Linked DNA regions of Mus musculus: region 1 is linked to region 2. A link is a contact called in public Hi-C data. All regions are on one chromosome and are shown on one strand. Each heading gives the region's core, a stretch centred on a gene start, on an enhancer-like site or on the middle of the called end of the contact. The rest is flanking DNA. Distances are from core to core; before and after follow the strand shown. Region 1 has its middle 17 kb from the start of Mir3105. Region 2 overlaps Nadsyn1 (NAD synthetase 1).

Region 1 (4,078 bases), core at 1,123-3,622, 220 kb before region 2:
AGGGATAGACATGGGTGGATGGATGTGGGGGGGTGGATGAACAGATGGATGGATGGACAGATGAGGGATGGATATAGGTGGATGGATGGATAAACAGATGGATAGATGCTGTGAGGAGAGATGGATGGGAGAATGGATAGACAATGAATGGATAGATGTGAGGATGGATGATAAAGGCCAGGTAGATAGGTGGGTGGGTGGGTAGGAGGATTGTTGTGTACATGGATGAATATATGAATGGCTGGGGTAAGTGAGTGTGTAGTTGTTTGAGTGACTTAAATGGATTAAAAAAATAGTAGGGATGTAAGAGAGAAAGGGAGGAGGGATGGCAACAGATACCTAACAAGGCTCTTCATAACACAAGGTAAGTTCACTGCCAGTTACTCACTCACACCGTGGCTGTGGGGAATGCCAGTGCATGTGAATCTAAACCAATTGCCCACAGCTAATTCATGTCTGTCGATGAATGAAAACACACCCCCACACTCCAATGGTGTACTACTTGGCTGCACAGGTCGAGAAGGCAGCATCAGGCTCTAGCAGATGCACCTTCTGCCTACCTTGTATGCTGGGCCACCATGTACAAAGCTAATACTGGGCCACCACGTGCAAAGCTAGGTCTCCTTCTGGCCTCACACCATATTGACACACAGTAGTCTTCTTCCTCAGAGGGACCACAGTGGGTACCAGCACAATCACCCAGCCACTCTTCCTAAGTCAGGGTGCTCCTCGGGGGTCCTCTTCTCTAACATGACCACTGCTCTGTATCCTCCACAAGGCTCAGGAGGACAAGCACTGTCTGATTCAAACACTACATATATGCCAAGATTGTACCTGTGGAGATAAGGGTACCCAGGCTCCTTTCTCACTCCCAAGTCCCTAATCTGGCAGTAAGTTTCAGAAAAACATGGTTGTCTCCATGTAGACATACCTCAATGTTAGCCTACAAGGCCTCAGGCTACAGCTACACCAGACCCAATCCTGGCCCATTTGGCCACTTTGAAACAGCACTAAGTTGCAGCTGCCCTATAGAAGAGGCAGAATCGACAAGGTACACCTCGCTCCACCCTTTATCACCTCTGTGCACATCAAGGCCATTAGCCCTCACCATCAGGTGTCCTGGGATAACTGCACCAGTTTGCTGCCCCCATAGCCTTGGGCATGGGCCAGAGTTAGAGACTCTCTTCCCAGGTGACTTTAGAGTGTATCAAGATGATAATTTAAGTCAACTATCACATCTACACACACACACACACACACACACACACACACACACACACACACACACACTTAATTAAGAATGAAAAGAAGTGCCCACTGATCCAGAGATATCATAACAAAACCCCAGACACCTGGCTTTATCCCAATTGTAAGGGATCCATCCCTGACCTAGGACATCAAAGAGTAGAAGCTAGTGGCCCCTCTTCCTAGCGCCCAGAAGCCCCACAGGGTCCTCAGAGACCCTCAGAAATCCCAGGTCACCTGATGACACCCCTCCCCATGAAGTTCTTCAGTAGGATCTTCCCAATGGACCTGGCACTGTTTCTTTTTGTCCAGCCCCACCTGCAGGCACAGCCCCAGCAATGACCCCCCTTACAGCCAGGAAGTTTTGTTAAGTAAAAATTTACTCTATGTGGTACTCAGTTAAAATCTCAGGGCAGGGCAGGCATGGCAGAACACACTTTTAATCCCAGCATTTGGGAAGTAGACATAGATTGATCTCTGTAACTTCCAGGTAGCCTGGTCTACATAGTGAGATTGTGTCTCAAAAGTAACTAATTAATTAATCTGCTATCTCAGGACTAGTGAGCCTTCCTGTATTCACTAGCCGAACACATTCATGATTTCTATCAGCATCTTCTCAGCCACACAAAGATCCAGCAAGGCACCCAAGGTTTGGGGTTGAAGGACTCAGCCCTCCCTGTCCATCTTGGTTAGGCACCGGCTTCAAAGTAACTTTTAGCATTCACTTGTTCATGCATGCACTATCCTCTTTTTAGACTTATCTTTATCACTTGTGCCTGTGTGAGTACATGCCACAGGAGTGCAGGTACCCGTGGAGGCCAGAAGAGGGCATCAGAGTCCCTGGAGCTGGAGTTCCAGGAGGCTGTGAGCAACAGGGACAGAAATCTGTTTTCTGGAAGAGCATGCTCTTAACTGCTAAGCCAGCTCACCAGCCCCTCATTCACCCGTGTGGAGTTAACAAGGGTCTGTATTCAAACCTGATGTGACAGTATCACAAGATAAGAATCCTGCATCCCCAGGGATGCCAGACGGCTTGCAGTTTGAAAATATGTGCACATACATAATGAACCATCTTGTGGAGGGGACTCAGGTCTGACGATGAATTCCTTTGTGTGTCATACATATGTAGCCTGCTGGCGGCTTGCGACACCACTGTCTCTGCACGCACGTTTCAGCTACAACCCAGGCCCTGAGGTTAGGAGTGGAATTCTCCATTCATCTTTATGTTTCTGGTCTGGAAGGTTTGGATATCAAAGTGCTTTGGATTTATGGGTTTTGGAGGGCGGGGGGGGGTGTATGGCTTGACTCATGAGATTATTATGCACGGTGTCATGATTTCCACCCAGGCCCCTGGTTCTCAGGAAGCTATTGATGCTCTCATCCCGGCTGTGCAGTTCTTTCGAACACACCAGCTCCAGGCCAGAGACTGATATTTAACTGCCTCACTACGGCTATTGCACTTTCAATGCTCTCAGGTGGCCTAACAAGCAGGCAGGTTGACAGCCACGGGTTGGAGCCATGGGTCCTCATTAACCTCGAGCCAACCTTATACTCTTTAATGTCAAAACAGTTGTAGCTTCACAGACTAGATGGACACAGACCAGCTTCTCCACTGAGTGAGAGACATTATCCAACAAAGTTTGGGATAATGGAAGGAGGACAGAGTCCTCCATCCCATACAGACCCAGAGGACATGGGGCGGCCCCCCTGGCATGGGGTTTGCTGCTTGGGGGCTGTGGTTATCAGTAAATGGAAGGATCAACAGGGGTTGGAGAGATGTCTCAGTGGTGAAGAGCCCTGGCCCACGTTCAGTTTCCAGAATCCAAATGACAGCTCATAACCATCTAGCTTTAGCTCCAGGGGACCCAGTGCCCTCTTCCGTTCTCTATGGATACCAGGCACAGAAGTGGTGCACACACATACATGCAGGCAAGCTCCCTTAATTAATTAATTTTCTTTATTAAATCAAAAAAATTGGGAAATCTTTCGCTAATTTTGGGGCATAAACATAAAAGTCCAAGTGTGGCCCACCTGGTACCTCCAGCATCTTCTACTCTTAGTATCTCTGGCTCAGCTTTAGCCTCTGCTGCTGTGTTTGGGAGCAGAGAAGGGCAAACACTCACCCTAGCCAGAAGCTTGTGCTGGAGCACAGGGGAGCAGTGGTCAGGACAAGGCTCCCAGCCTGGCTCAGTGATGATCCAAGAGCCAATACATGGATAAAGGAAGAGGTGGGATAGTGCAGGCACTTGCCCAGTGGTTGTCTAATGGCTGGACTTGTGCACAGAACCTCTTGGCAGATAAGCAAGCCATTCTCACTCTTGCATTCAACACCAGAAATGTTCATGCTCATTGGGTTCTCCTGTGTGGGGCTGTCAAGAGATGTTGGGGGGGCTACAAAGAGGGGGCATAATCTGCTGCTTGCTAAATCTTGCCAGTGGTGCTGGCAGCAGTAACAGCAGCTTCAGCTGTGACAGCAGCAGCAGAGGTGACAGTGGTTGTAGTGACCACAGCTGTGGCAGCAGCAGAAGTAGCAACAGCTCAGCTGGGCCCAGGAGCTGCGAGGGCTTCCCAATACTGCAGGCTTGACACCAGAGCATACAGGGCACGTGTCCCAGCTGCATGTAGGCCAATAGGACACGGGATTGTTGACCCCGTATTACTGTGAATGAGGTAGCATTAAGGGTGGTCAAGACCTGCTGGCAGCCTGCAAGAAAGGAATGAAGATGCTCACACACTGGTGCCATAGCACCATAGTAGGCTGAAGGCAGCATGGCCCTGCTGCAGCTCTGCCAGCTTGCACGGGCTGCAGCTGAGTAGTTCACCATGCAGCCAG
Region 2 (4,373 bases), core at 1,608-4,107:
TCGAGGCCAGCCTGGTCTACAAAGTGAGTTCCAGGGCTATACAGAGAAACCCTGTCTCACAAAACAAAACAAAACAAAACAAAACAAAACAAAACAAAACAAAACAAAACAAAAAGATACTTAAAAAGAATGTCTTAGCACTCCTGTACTGCCCCCTCCTCCTCCTCTTCCAGCTACCACATCAATCTGAGCATCGACACTGCTGTGAAGGCTGTCTTGGGCATCTTCAGCCTGATGACCGGGAAGTTGCCTCGGTTCTCAGCCCACGGAGGGAGCAGCAGGGAGAACCTGGCCTTGCAGAATGTGCAGGTGTGCGTTTGAGCCTGGCTTTGGTCTTCACAAAGACGTGAAGGGGAAGGTAACAGAAGACAGGAGCCTGGGGATGAGATGGGCAGTGCTGGATTAACCTGCAAGTCTACTAGAGACACTGGCCACACAGCCATGCTTTGGTTTGCAGGTCTCTGAGTGTGCGAGTGTGGGAAAGTGCTTGTGGGAGTGTGTGCCCATCTGAGCCTTGGAGAGGCTGTGTGCCAGAGCATAGCCACACACAGGTGTATGTGGGGACCTGTGCATTTCATCGAGGCCTGGTATGGCTGCCCCTGCCCCACCCCTGGGCTGCCTTGATTAGCCTACATGCCACATGTCAACAGGGAGAGAATAGGTTTCAGGGTTTGTCTGTTGGGGTGTCAGCATTGCCATCTTTGTCCCTTGTGTGCATGGCCACCTCTCCAATGGTAAATGGTGTGGAGGGCATTGCTGAATATCTTCCTGACCACCATTACTCAGTGCTGTCCTCCTGTCATACTTGGTGCTACCACCCTGCTGTGGACTGGTGTAGGAGGAACCTGGGAGGCTTCTCCCGGCATGGCACGGCTGGCATGGCACGGCATGGCACAGCACAGCACAGCTCAATTCAGCCTGTCTGTGTTCTAACTCCGTTGCTCCTGTGCTGGGATTGCATTGTAGTGCAGCTGTTTCCTGGGTTCTAGTACAGTATAACTTCCTTTTTCCCTCACCCAGGCTCGGATTAGGATGGTCCTTGCCTACCTGTTTGCTCAGCTGAGCCTCTGGTCTCGGGGTGCTCGAGGAAGCCTTCTTGTGCTTGGATCTGCCAATGTGGATGAGAGGTGCGTGTGGCTGGGATGGACTCGGGCTCCCCAAGTCTCTAGAAAGGAAGTTTGGTCCTTTCAAGACAGTCTCCTTGTAATATCAGGATATCCAGAGAGTGCAGACCAAGATCCTTCTGTCTTTCCCCAGCTCTGCACATACTCATGCAGCTCAGGTTGCTTTGTCCCTGGTCACTGTCAGCCATGCTAGGACCCCCACCTTCTCTTCCTTTCCTGTCCTGTGCATCAAAGGCCATGTCATTGCAAAGTTTTCCAAACAAGATGGCTGTTTTTCTCTGTGAACTGGAGACAGATCCCTTTATTCTTTGCTTTAACAACATCCAGTGCTTCTCTTGTTTCCAGGTACAATCCACCCAACCTCTGACCCAGCAGTGGAGACTGGTAGCTCCCCTTCCCAGGCTCAGTTTTCCCACTTTCTTTGGGTGAGCCGCCACACCTCCTAACGTGCTCCCATGCGTTCCCACGTGCTCCTCATTAGCTGAGGAATTTTAAGACATCATGTATTCATTGATTAGTCTTTTTCACCTGTCTAGTTATGAACTGAGTCACCCATCTGTCTGTTCATTACTCTGACCACCCATCCACCAGCCAATCCCCCATCCATCTGCCCACCCATACATACATACATATATATACATACACCCCACCCACTTATACATACATACATACACTCTATACATACATACATACATACATACATACATACATCCCACCCACCCATACATTCATCTGTCTACCTGTTCATTCACCCTCACATCCATATATCCATCCACCTACTCATCCATCCATTCATCCATCCATCCATCCATCCATACATTCATTCATTCATCCATCCATCCATCCATCCATACATACATCCATACATACATACATACATCTACATTTGGCCTCAATCATCTATCCATCCACCCACTCACATATACATGCACCACCACCACCACCCCAAGCCCCGCCATTCACAGTTTGGTTTGGTTTGACTTTGAGACAGCTTTTTACCATGAAGCACTGGTGGCTTCAAACTTACTATGTAACCCAGACTACCTTCAAACTAGAAGCAATCCCCCTGCCTTCTGAGTTTTGGGATTATAGGATTGTGTCACCATGCCTAGCAAGTTTTATATGAGTGTGAGTGTGTGTGTGTGTGTGTGTGTGTGTGTGTGTGTGTGTGTGTATGATTGTGTGTGTGTGTGTGTGTGCATGTGCATGCATGCTCGATGTGGCATGCATGTGGAGGTCAGAGGACAGCTTCCAGTATCAGTCCTCATCTATCTTGTGTGAGGCAGGCTGTCGTGGTTCACTACTGTGTACTCCAGGCTGGCTGCCCTCCAAGGTTCTGGAAATTCTGTCTCCATAGGAGTGCTGGGATCACTCATAGGAGAGATGGCTACCACTGTGCCCAGCTTTATGTGGGTGCTGGGGATCTGAACTTGGATCCTCGTGATTGTGTAGAGTGCTTTACCTACAGGGCCATTCCCCAGAGCTGTTAAGGAGGGGGTAAGAATCACCAGTGAGGGTGGGGTTGAGAGGAGGAAACAGGAGCATGATGGGGTTGCCACCCCTCTGCAGTGGCACCCAGCTTTTGGGTTTTTTGTTTGTTTTCTTTTTCCAAGAGATGGTGCCAAGAGAAGCAGTGAGTCAGGACCTTGAAGAGGAAGAGAGAGATGATGAGGCACAGCCACAAGAATGATGGATAGTGCCTGTGGCATCTTGGGCCCAATAAGTTCCATGAGTGTTTTTGATGACTTACTAGAGGACTTAGGACTTGGTTTAGAGTTATCCTGCAGCTGTGGCCTCTACTGCAAACAGACTGGCAGTGGGCTCAGGTCAGGACAGAGTAGCCTGGCACGGCTTGCCACGCCTACTCCCACTGACGTTGCGAGGGGTACATCCGGTTCCACATGTTGCTGGCAGGTGGTGTAAAGGGTCACCTCCTGGGCATTGGGTCACTCAGTATTTGGGGTACAGGTAAATCCAGGCTGTCAGGTACCTTCTGATGATTCCTGCCAGAAATCTCACTTTCCAGGAGAAATGCAGGGCTACAGTACAATTCATGTAATTTGTACACATTAACTTGGGCCTAGGAGCGTCCCTCAGGGAGGGACAGGAAAGCCTACAAGCCTGGGGTTCTAACATTAGCCAAGCTACTTGGTGGCTGCCTTCTGAAAGAGGACTGTTGTCCCAAGCCTGTGGGTGACTCATAGGTGAGTGTGTTCTAACAGAAGGCCAGGGTGAGGCCAGAACAATGGCCAGGTGTACACTGTAGGCAGCCATGGCTGATGACTAGTGTCACCTGAGCAGGAGGTAAAAGGACAAAGCCAGATCCCACCAGGGCCCCTGAAGCAATGGAAAGTGTAGATCAGCATGTGTTATGGGCCCTGATGTGTCTCTGCTGGTGGCAGTCTGAGTCCCACCACAGTTGTGCTATCCCTCTGCCCTATCTGAAGACGCTTACCTGAGGCTAGTAGATTTATCACTATTTGCCAGTTTAGCTTGGAGCCATTGGGTCAGCAAAAACTCCTATGTAGCCGGGAGATAGGTCATCTCACCAGGTAACCCAGTGTCCTGGGACAGAGCTGTGGCAGTGGGTGGGTTGGGAGGTGTGTAAGCTCTGAGTTGTTCTCACAGTCACTGCAGGGTAGCTGCTCCAAGCCCTCGAAGTGCTGAGACTGCTGGACCTCCTCCAGGCCCCCGGAAGCTCTCCCCATGCTCACCACCGACCCCACCCTCCCTGGACTCTCCCAACCATCAGCATCTTGATGGCTCCCTGTGGCCTTGGCTCTCTAATTCTTACTCCCCCTGAGGAGGCCTGTGGTTGCCTCTCAACCCCACCCTGTAATCCAGGTCTGTCTCTGTCTGGAGTCAGTTTACCTTTAGGGACCTTTGTGCCATGTGAGGTCCTGGATCTAAAGCTGTGGATAGCAGGCTGAGTGTGTACTTGTGCGAGCTTTATACCAGGCTGAGTGTGTACTTGTGCCAGGTCCTGTCTTCCCTTCCAGGGTCTCTGACCTTTGGCTCCACCTAGCTGACCCTGGCCTTCTAGACAAGCTGTTCCAAGTGGCTGATTGTGGTGCCCAAGCATTCTGAGCCAAAACAGGTGTCTACCCAGTGTGCTCAGTGTAACTTTGATGGCTTCCTCCAGGGCCAGGGCTGGGCTAGGCTGGGCTTCTGACTTCTAGGGTCCCTGGAAGAAGGGAGCCCTTGGCCAGCACTGGTATACCCTATAACCCTCAATACCCCAGGAACCAT

What was found. A called contact is a pair of places that touch in the nucleus more often than the background predicts.
Region 1: a contact with region 2 is called in a Hi-C map of embryonic fibroblasts, with 1.6 times the contacts expected there. The contact joins two enhancer-like sites. A contact is called at or near these places in 5 of 484 Hi-C or Micro-C datasets (the G1E-ER4 cell line, embryonic fibroblasts and embryonic stem cells) and 2 of 115 datasets of contacts at active chromatin or transcription factors (embryonic stem cells and pancreatic cancer cells).

What each region holds. Positions count from the first base shown.
Region 1 is chr7:144,024,590-144,028,667 of GRCm38.p6, reverse strand. It overlaps a transcript of Shank2 not described here. Among named protein-coding and RNA genes, the nearest start is that of Mir3105, 17 kb to the right of the region's middle. Within about 2 kb of position 2,372, at least 17 of the 459 cell types and tissues checked have an H3K27ac peak or open chromatin away from gene starts, as enhancers often do. A contact at or near this core is called in embryonic fibroblasts and pancreatic cancer cells, where this site is marked.
Region 2 is chr7:143,799,950-143,804,322 of GRCm38.p6, reverse strand. It overlaps Nadsyn1 (NAD synthetase 1), which reads left to right. Exons shown (of 21, transcript NM_030221.2): 15 at 174-309; 16 at 1,021-1,127. Among named protein-coding and RNA genes, the nearest start is that of Mrgpre, 18 kb to the right of the region's middle. Within about 2 kb of position 2,857, at least 45 of the 459 cell types and tissues checked have an H3K27ac peak or open chromatin away from gene starts, as enhancers often do. A contact at or near this core is called in embryonic fibroblasts and pancreatic cancer cells, where this site is marked.